Linked DNA regions of Gasterosteus aculeatus: region 1 is linked to region 2. A link is a contact called in public Hi-C data. All regions are on one chromosome and are shown on one strand. Each heading gives the region's core, a stretch centred on a gene start, on an enhancer-like site or on the middle of the called end of the contact. The rest is flanking DNA. Distances are from core to core; before and after follow the strand shown.

The links. A called contact is a pair of places that touch in the nucleus more often than the background predicts.
Region 1: a contact with region 2 is called in a Hi-C map of skeletal muscle, with 2.2 times the contacts expected there. The contact joins the enhancer-like site here to the promoter of LOC120821235 in region 2. A contact is called at or near these places in 3 of 6 Hi-C or Micro-C datasets (skeletal muscle and whole body).

The regions. Positions count from the first base shown.
Region 1 is chr7:18,144,551-18,149,750 of fGasAcu3.hap1.1, reverse strand. tspoap1 (TSPO associated protein 1) reads right to left here. Exons shown (of 32, transcript XR_013468263.1): 2 at 1,738-1,845; 3 at 1,312-1,440; 4 at 101-277. Among protein-coding and RNA genes, the nearest start is that of tspoap1, 15 kb to the right of the region's middle. Within about 2 kb of position 2,445, at least 2 of the 9 cell types and tissues checked have open chromatin away from gene starts, as enhancers often do.
Region 2 is chr7:18,110,242-18,114,906 of fGasAcu3.hap1.1, reverse strand. LOC120821235 (scavenger receptor cysteine-rich domain-containing group B protein) reads left to right here and starts at 2,979. Exons shown (of 13, transcript XM_040179615.2): 1 at 2,979-3,081; 2 at 4,110-4,175.

The DNA of each region.
Region 1 (5,200 bases), core at 1,196-3,695, 35 kb before region 2:
AGAGAGCAAGCTTGTGGCAGGCACGGCGAGGAGGGTTCAGATCAGCGGTCTGGTTAGGGTTACGGTTCATATAGTTCCTGAGGAGTTCTGCAGGAAGTACCTTCGTGGTGCCCTGCCGGGCCTCCAGCTCTCGGCACTCTTGCTGCAGGGCGGCAATCTCTTTGTCCTTAGACAGCAGCAGGTCGGCGTGCTGGGCGAGGTCACGAGCTCGCTGGCGGGCGAACGCCCTCTTGCACTGCTCCACGGACCCGGGCCTCAGCAGCGACGGGGAGTTCACCTGCACAAGGGTAGGGAGGGCGTTTGTATCAGGACACACTTCTTGTTTGTGCGTTGAGAGAGACGCCGTGCATCATGCAGCGTTTCAGTAGAAAAGTATTACAGTATCGGATTTGATTGTGGCATTCAGGTCATGTTTCAAGAGACCACTTGTGAAATTATTGAATGACGACTTCACCACTGATTTGTGAGTTGTGGCGATATCTCTATTATAAGGGAACTGCCCACTGCATAAGCGTCTTTACGTACTATAGGAAAAACAGGTCAGGGACTTGGGAATACATTAGCTGAAGCTACAGTTTATGCATGCGGTTTGCAGTCTAACTAGCTTTTTCAAACTGACAGATTCAATCTGTGTACTACATATTTCAGACCAAATCTATAGAGAAGTTGATATTTATGTCTGAAAATATCACATCAAATTGGTTTCCTTTCATATTATAATTAAATATGCTTAAAACGCTTAAAATGGCACCGAAGAAAACTGTAAAACACAAAAACACTAACATTTATATTGCATCACAGAAGGGATAAACATTATCTTAAATAAGGTAATCATTAATTATACTGTCTCCAAAAGAATAAAGAAATGTATTTTGAGAGTCTTCCATAAATAATTATTGCATTTTTTACTTCTCTACATAATAGCGAGCTTGACAGCTTTCTCTAGTGAGGACGGAAATGTAAATTTATCACAATGAGCTCATTGTGAGTGTTTGATCACAACCCGTTGCAGCTGTTCTGTAGATGAATTACATCTCAAGAGACTTCTGACAATAAACTGAGTTGTTACAGCCAATCTAGTGATGCATTAAATGATTCAATAGTGTGCCGGTATTTCATAACAAGGCGGTGAGTGATTTCATCACTCTGAACTATTCCATTCCACCCGTTCCCGGACATTGCAGTGATTCGGAGCGGCGGTGCTTGATGGCAAGTCGCTCCCTCGAGAATTTTGGTCCCAGCAAGCGCAAATGTGAGAAGAACCCGGTCAGCCGTGTAACAGTTTGGGCTCCTTGGATTTCTGCGGCATACCACTCTGAGGTTGGCCTCCTGCAGTTTCCGAGCTCTCTCCTCCAGCCTCTTGGCGAGAACGGACAGCTCTGTGTTCTTCCTCCTCAGCCTCCTGACCTTCTCCTCCGTCTCTGGGGCGCTGCTCTTCCGCTAAACACATGGGAGACAAAATATCACCAGCGGGCTAAATTCTAACGATTGTCCAGCCGGGCTTGTTAATGGTTTAAAGAGTGTTGTTTGTTACCAGTGGGAGGCTCAGAAGCTACGTGAGGAAAGGCCAACACACTGACCACATAGACATTTATTTATAAACTGAATAAAAAGGAGCGGCACCTAACTGAAACAATGCCCGTTTAAAAATGGGTTGCTGGCTGCTTCTGTGCACCTGGCCTACTTTCTAGGAAGCCTTCCGTGGAGACTACAAACCCGGTATATTTTTAGTCTCACCAGCAGGCCGTTCTCCTCCCTCAGTGTGGCACAAGTTTTCTCCAGCCCGTCGAGGCCTCGCAGTAGCTCAGAGTTCTGACGCACCAGGAAACCGTAGTCGGTGCCATTCTGGAAAACACAAGCACAACAGTTTTATTAGTGGTTTTATTTAAACAACTCAAGGATTCTCAGGTGCCTCCCTCAGCAATGATTTCCATGCTTCTATGTAATGATGGCTGACAGATGATAGTCCTATGACAAGGCTTTTCATTAGGCACCGAACAGCTATTGCAACATCGTTTACTCAGTGGACGAGGAAAGAGAGCTCGGCTCTCATGTGCTGTGAGGAGACGTGCAGGAGGGAAAAGTGGATCCTACTTTTTATCTGGAATATTGCTGTAATGAATACAGCTTTAACAGTGTGAAATTATCCTGGGTGTTACACAAATGAGCTCGTTATTTTTGTGAGCCCTTAGTGAAGGGCCCAGCTCAACAAAGCAGCAGAAATGTGGCAGAAATCCACATTCCACAATCCACCGTCCTGTGGAGAAGAACCGCAAAGCGGTGCACGGATCAGATTGGTCTTCTGGTTTAAAGGCCGACAATGGCAACTTACTTTCCGCCACGGGGATGCTCTAAAACGAGCCCGGAGGCTCAGGGCGGAGGGGTGAGAGTCGACCTGGCACACGTGAGCACAAATGGCTCCAGTGAGAGCAGATGGACGGACGGGGTGAACGATAAGCTGGAAGTGAACGGGAGGGCGTGTCCTCAGAGTGAACGCCCACAGCTACTGAAGTACCCACAGACAGATGGAGGTCCAGACCAGACAGTGGTAGAACACACACCTCTCTTAATACACCGGGGGATCTCGCTACTAAAGTAAAAGAGCCTTCGGCTGCAATCACATGAAAATGTTACATTGCACATCTTGATGACGTGGACATAAAAACCACGCCAGCGTCATCTCAGATTATGGAGTTTTGATAACTGTAGATGACCGGCGATCATTCGGCTCCTTGGAGGGTTTTATTTCGACGCTGCTGTACTGGTTTCTTAAGTCCACACTAATGACCAGCTGCTGACTGAACCAGCAGCTGAGGCTCCAGAGTGACGGTAACGGTAAGTCAGACACGCTGTGTCAATATCATAATAATAACAAAGTAGTGCCAGAAAAGACCATATGTTTTCAGAGAACACACAGAGTAGCGGACACAACGTTTGGGACTGAAATCATTAACCTCCACGACCCGAGGAGGAAAATAATTAGCAGAAGAAAAATAATTAAAACCGTAGAAGTGGAAGCAATATTTACAAAATAAATTGCATATGATTGCAAAAATCCCTTTATCATGGCTGGAATCACACACTTATTTTATTTCATAAAATAAGTGTGTGATTCAGTAAATTTCCAGTCCTATCTAAATTTGTAGCGAGTGTTGTCAAAGCAACAATTTAATCAATATTTGACCGTAGACAAAAAAGCCCCAACAAACAACAACATTTACAAAATACCGCTTACCCTTAAATTGAAGCATTATTGATTATTATTATTGATACATTATAGAGCCACTGTGGGTAATGTTGATGTTATTGCATTGTGGGATATTCACGCATTTGGCTTCATACTTACTTCATACCGCTGTCATTCAGTTTTAGCGTATATAGCATGTCGTTAGCCACGGGATGCTACTATTCAAGTAACCGATACCAAGCCAAAGGCATAAGGACACACGCCACCACCAGGTTTCATTGAGGTGATGCTGAGATACGACCTGGCAGAAATAGCTGCAGCCCAAAGTACTTCCACAGATTGAAGCTGTGTTATGTTGCCTTCTCTTCACAGCAAACACTTAACGGCTCAGAAAGTGTTGGCCTCTCAATTGATCCTTTGTGTCTTGGAGAGTTATTTTGCCATCAGTTCCTCTCAGGACGACAATGATAAAGCCCGATCGATCACCTCAGAGGAAGTCCGGCCAGAGCGAACTCTGCCTCCATTCTGATTCTAATGATCTTGGAGTGCGTCCATGTCTTGTAATTGTTCCCTAGCAATTGCACCAAAATACTCCAGAGGCTTTTCTTTAGCTATGAAGTAATGCCGGCTTCCTGCGGTGAAAAAAAAAAAAAAAAGAGAGAGAGACAGAGCCCGCTTCCTTGCTTGTCTTGCTGCCACAGAAAAAGGGGCTGCAGGTGGTGAGGTCCACTCAAGGTCAGTGTATTAGCATTCAGCCCGCGCTCCGCTGTGGCGGCATGGCGGTTCTCACGGGGGCCTGGCTGGGTTGGCGAAGCAGACAAACGCAGTAGCAGGAGGAAGGGGGTCCGCATAAACGTCTGTCGGGAAAGCCTGGGCCTAATGAAGCCATGTCCCTGCGCTCCCTTTGAATCGATGCAAGCAGACAACAGAAAGGACTGCAGCGGATTCAGAACGCTGCAGCTCGAGTCGTCACTAAGAAAGAAAGTGGATCACACTTGTGCTTGTGTCAGGGCTTCGGAACAGAGGATGTTGCATGTGTACAGACTGTAAAGCCCTCTGGGGCAAGTTCCTAATTTTAGGATAATCAAAATAAATTGAATGTCTGTTTTAATTCTGTTTTTGAATTTACTTTTATTTTGCCTGATGTTTAATGGTGTTATGTGAAGCACTTTGAAGATGCCTTGTTGTTGAAATGTGCTATACAAATGAAGCGGCTTTTCCTGAAGCGGTAGATAAAACAAAACCTTTTTTTTTTATAGCTTTCGCTATAAGAGGACTAGTGGAATCCTTTTGGGGTCGTCAGATTATGAATACAATGAACGCTGTAACACAGCTTCTCAGAGAGAACCCCGCTGCATAGCAAAGCCTCGACCTACAGGGACAGGAGATCTGCTCGTGTGTAAACACAAAGATCCAGACAATCAAACCCAACAATGTAGGTAGATTTCTCGCGTGAAAGGCAGAGTACACACACCGAACGGCAGAGAGCCGTCACGTCTGTCACTCGGCAGGCGGCTCCATCGCCGACACACGCCGCTGGCCCTGTTTGCGAACGAGAGCGGAGCTATGCTGAGGAGCTGTGATGAAAAGAGGTCTTAAAAAGCTTGATCAAAACTACCAAACTTCATATTTGTTACTAAAAGCTGACACTGCGCTTCATAAGGAGGCAAGCTGCGTTGCCTCTTGATTATCTGGGTCAGTTGCTGGTTTAAGTGCCTGTAAGGCTCAATGAAAATGGCTTAGTGCTTTCTGGAATTCCTCCCGTCGCTCGTAGAGAAGCAACGGCGACACCGTGGAAAGATTATAGGGAAACCAGTCAATAAAGACAAATCTTATATCCAATCGGCCTCTCTCGCTTTACGTGTCTCATTTGAGGCGAATGAAACTGCCTGAGAAAAAAATTGCACACAAAAAAGTGCACACAAAGTGAGAAATAAAAAAGAGTGACTGAGTAAAATAAAATAAAACCTTCAAAACAAAAAGTAATGCCTGTCTGAAAGCTAAAATAGTTCT
Region 2 (4,665 bases), core at 1,730-4,229:
GAGGGACACACAAAACCTGCATTATTTTCCTTATTTTTTAATAAAAAAAATGTATGCTACAGTTTGAGAGTCATTAGTTATGTGCAGTAATTATGTCCTACGTGAGAAAGAATTTGATTTTATGACATAGTGACATATGACACTTCTGAAAGGATCTCAAGGGAGGCAACTTCTGGACAGGGGGATGACAGAACCTTCCATAAAGTTCCACCACAAGCAGCAACTCAAAAAGGAAGAAAAATATTGGTTACCAAATTGCATACTTTTTCTTTTTACTTTGAGTACACACAGCAGATTCCCTTTAACATGCACTATACATGGAACACAATGACTTGGTCATAAAACTGCACCGTGAACTTTGACCCCTCTTGCTTATGTTGTTGCAGCACAGAGCAATGTAGCTGCATTCCAAATCACGCACTTCTTTTTTTTTGTATTAGTTTTAGCACATGCTTTATGTGTCGTTACAAACTGCATTCTAATACCCACACTAGATATGTCAGAAAATGATTAAGTTGGCCCCAAAACATAGTATGGTAAATGGTGAATTTGACCCACGATCCTTTGCGTCGCAGAAACAAGACCAAGAGGGTCCGATTTTTAAGCTCTAATTGTATGAGGAACCAGCAAGAGTTATGTACTGCGTGTCACAGTAATGTATTATTGCTACTTTCACTTCTGCATGTTAGGATATAATCAACAGGAATGCACCGATTCATGTGATCCCTGGGTCTTTGATAATGTACTTCCTGAAGTTTCACTATTTGGCAACGGCATGGATTTGGAAATGTATAAATCCTCAAAGGTATGTACATACCTTTTCAATATCATGTTGCCAAAATCCATCAAAGAGACAAAGCATACCCCGCCTGACCGCTGAGTGGAAGTTGTATATGCAGAGAATTAGGCATTCAGTCTGTATTAATGTCAATCTTCTCGTCTATACTTTGGAAGTAAGCTGATGAACTAATGCACTCGCAATAGTTGAGAGCCTCTAACGGCGTGTTTTCACTCGGAGGATGAAAGAGACAGAAAGACAGAGATCCAGCGATCCACTCCACGTTGTCCAGGTGTCCTTTGGCCTCTCGTTCCCATCTCGGTCTGCTGCCTTGTTGCTGACTGCAGAAACAGATCGAGAGAGTGAGAGGGGGAGAGCAAATCAGCCAAAATCCAGCTAGCAGTGCACAATTATATTTAACCAATTTACAGCATCATTGTAGTTTCACACTTTAATCAGTCATGAAAATGGTCAATATCAATAATCCTCAATTGATATTGATTTTTATAATGAGAACAAAGGAGGAAAAAAAATGAAATTACATTGAAATAATAACCCTAACCCCCATACAATAATTCATTGAGAATTAAAATCCAAATCCGTATGAAGAACATCAAAATGATACATTATTATAAACAAAATGAATTAATTAAATGAATCTTGCTGGTTTTACAGCAGCGACAACCTATATTTCCTAGAGCTCTTTTTTTTACCCCCAAGAAAGTTTCTTTTGGGAGCCTCATCTGAAGCCAGGTTAGAAGGACAGTGGGTGCTAACATTGCTCATGATAACATGGAAACACAAGCTGATAATATTTCATTGCTGTATTACTACTTGTTACTGCTGCCCCATAGTGGAAATACAAATGTAGTCAATGTTGAAAATAAATAAAGGAATATGCTGCCAGGATAAACAAAAAAGTGGATCTTGTGCAAAAACTTCCAAAGGTGAAAAGCCGCAGACACCCCAAAACTAAAACACAATGACAAGACAACTATTGAATCTGTAACTTTGGCTGCGTACGGCCTGTTGTCTCAATCCTATCATGGAGATTAAGAAAATTAGCTTAGTGCAGGGAAACACCCGTATTTTGGCTAAACAACCGATTTTGGCGACACTCCAGGAAGGAGTTAAGAATTGGGCCCTGAAAAGCCTGTTAATGGCAGTGGACAGCCTGCACGTTTCTCTGTGGCTAAGAAGGATTAGTGTTCGGAAGCTATTTCCATTAGTCTGCTGCACAATGCAGAGATGCCTCAGGCTTTTTATCAATTGAAAGGACAACAGACCGTCTTGTGTGCCACACAAACACGTTTAGACACAGTATGCCTCTTTCTTGTTCAAAGGAGTAACTTTTTGGGGACCAAAATAAACAAGGTGGACTGCAGGAAAGTAATGGAATGTAAGAGTTTGTGGAGGAAAATGTCTTTCTCGGGATGTGTATTCTGACATGGAGATTGTGTTGAAGCATGAAGATTATAACAATCTTTAGGGCGGCGTATCGATCTATAAAAAAAGTAAATGCGGTTCCTGAGTCCCATACTGGTCATACTGTTTGCACACAAAAACCTGCATTGTTAAGAACACTACCAAGTCGTTAATGTCATCTTTTTATTCCTCTGTCATGAAGTCAGTTTTGCTTGTCAGTGTTCACTATTCTGCAGCGATTTTTAAAACTCTCAAAAGTTTTGTTAACAGCGTTTTGATTTTTACCGCCTCATAGTTGCATTTTTTTTGCTGCAGAGTACTTGGGTACAGTGTGGGATGTGCACACACACACACACACACACACACACACACACACACACACACACACACACACACACACACACACACACACACACACACACACCCTGAGCCAAAGCCTCGTCTCCCTCTGAGAGTGTGTGCAGAGATGAGACGGACCGCACCTTCTGTAAGCGCTAACTGACACTGGAGATGCAAGGGTAGCAGTGAAGGGTCAGCTTTCATTGCATTGTCTTTTTTTGCTCCTCCTGCTTCTTTTAAATATAGATTGTTGGGGAGTGTTAGGAATATTAGCATATAATGATCTGGTATTCTGTGTTTTTACGTAATATCGGTCACTGGAGCCAAGTACTTATAGTCAACCAGGAGGGATGAAAGACATTGAAAAAGGAGCACCGGATGTTCTGGAGTTCCCTGCTTCCATCTCGACACAAACTTTCTGTGTGACCTGTGGAATTAAGCTGCCAGCTATCTGAGCTCGAAAGACAACTTTTGGTACTTTTTCTGGGGGGGGGGGGTGGAGGAATCCTATTTATTTTTTTCAATTACTTTCACAACAGGTATGTATTTTTTCTTCTTTTTTGAAATACAGAGCTGTTTCTGCTGTATCTGACATGTTGAACCGGTCTGTGACATAATAATAGATCAAATAAAGCGATCTTCTCTCATTCAAGTGTTTTTTTCTATAACCGGTCCATTGTAACGTGAAAGATAGATGCAATTATTATGTTGGTATTGTTGAAGATAGACATACATTAATATCATACATATATTAATGTATATATGATACGTTAATATCATAATATACATTCATATGTCAAACATGTTGATATTATATGAATTATTACCTTTAAATATATTTATTTAGGACCATTCCTTATGAAAAATGAAAAAAATCATCTTTTGTGACATTCTGGTCTATTTCACAACAAAAGACAGTGGTGTTGGGGGGGAAATACTGCTCATAAAAAGCTGTGGTCAGACACACTCTCTGATAAAAGCATTGCTTTTCTGTTTAACTGTAGTGAAAGTCTACCAGTTAAAGAGACTTCTGCAGTTCATCTCAGACATTGGGGGGTATTTTTGTGGGCCCCGAGATCTTTCAGCTATTTCTCAGCACGGTGAAGTGAGAAGGGAGGGGAAGCAGAGCCAACACAAAAGGCAACATTATTCCCCAGCGGATCTGCGCTACATCCTACTATGAATGGAGTATTGAAAAACATAACATTGGGGACTAGATTATTTTTCATCCTTCACAAATGAGCCATTTGTCCAGGAGTTTCGAGTGGTTTGTTGGTACGGTGTTGTGCTGGTGTTAAACTCCCCACCTCTAAATTGGAGGCACAGGGATCCCTCTGTGGGCCTCTGGCCTTCAGCGCCGCACCATTTCAGACTCCAGGACAGTCCAGGGAAAAAGGACTGGAACTGGGTGAAGACTGCACGGTCCAGAGTCTTGTCTCGGGCTGCTGTCAAGTGTTTGTTTTTTTTGGCATCCTACGGCCCTGCAAAGCTTGCATGTTACGTTTAAACAAACTCTCTATTTACTGCAGAGAAGCTAACGATTTTAACACCCTTACTCCCCCCCCAGGCTCTACCATTCTACCCCTTCTCCTGCTCTCCAAAGAGACGAGAGGCGCCCCTGCAGTGTCATCAGGTGCCTAAGCGTTCTGCAGGGTTCTAGTGACAGATTGCAGGAAGAAGCGTTTATGCCTGACGATGGGGACCACAGAAAGCAGAAATGTCTTTTTGTGCCCCCTGGGCCCGGAATGTCCACTATCTCGAGGGGCCAATATCAAATTCTCCCCTCATCATCCCCTAATACGCATTCCTGTGTAGGGTCAGGGGGAATTCTGCATGAGCAAAGAGACAAACAACCCAAGGCCAAGCCGCACACTGTGTATCTCCTAATGTCAACACTTCTTCAATAACAGTATTCTCAGATTCCTGGGAAATGTGCTTATTACAAATCCCCCATTTCATTAATTAATAATAATTAAAAAATGTAGCATTATAGGTTTTCCCTCACGCTACAGCTGATAGCATTTTAGTGAAGTATTTAAATTCTACTGCAGTATGAATGTACTATGGCTATTCAGTGTCTGGCTCAGCGCTATCTAACCCCAATTATTGAGTGATCGTTGTAG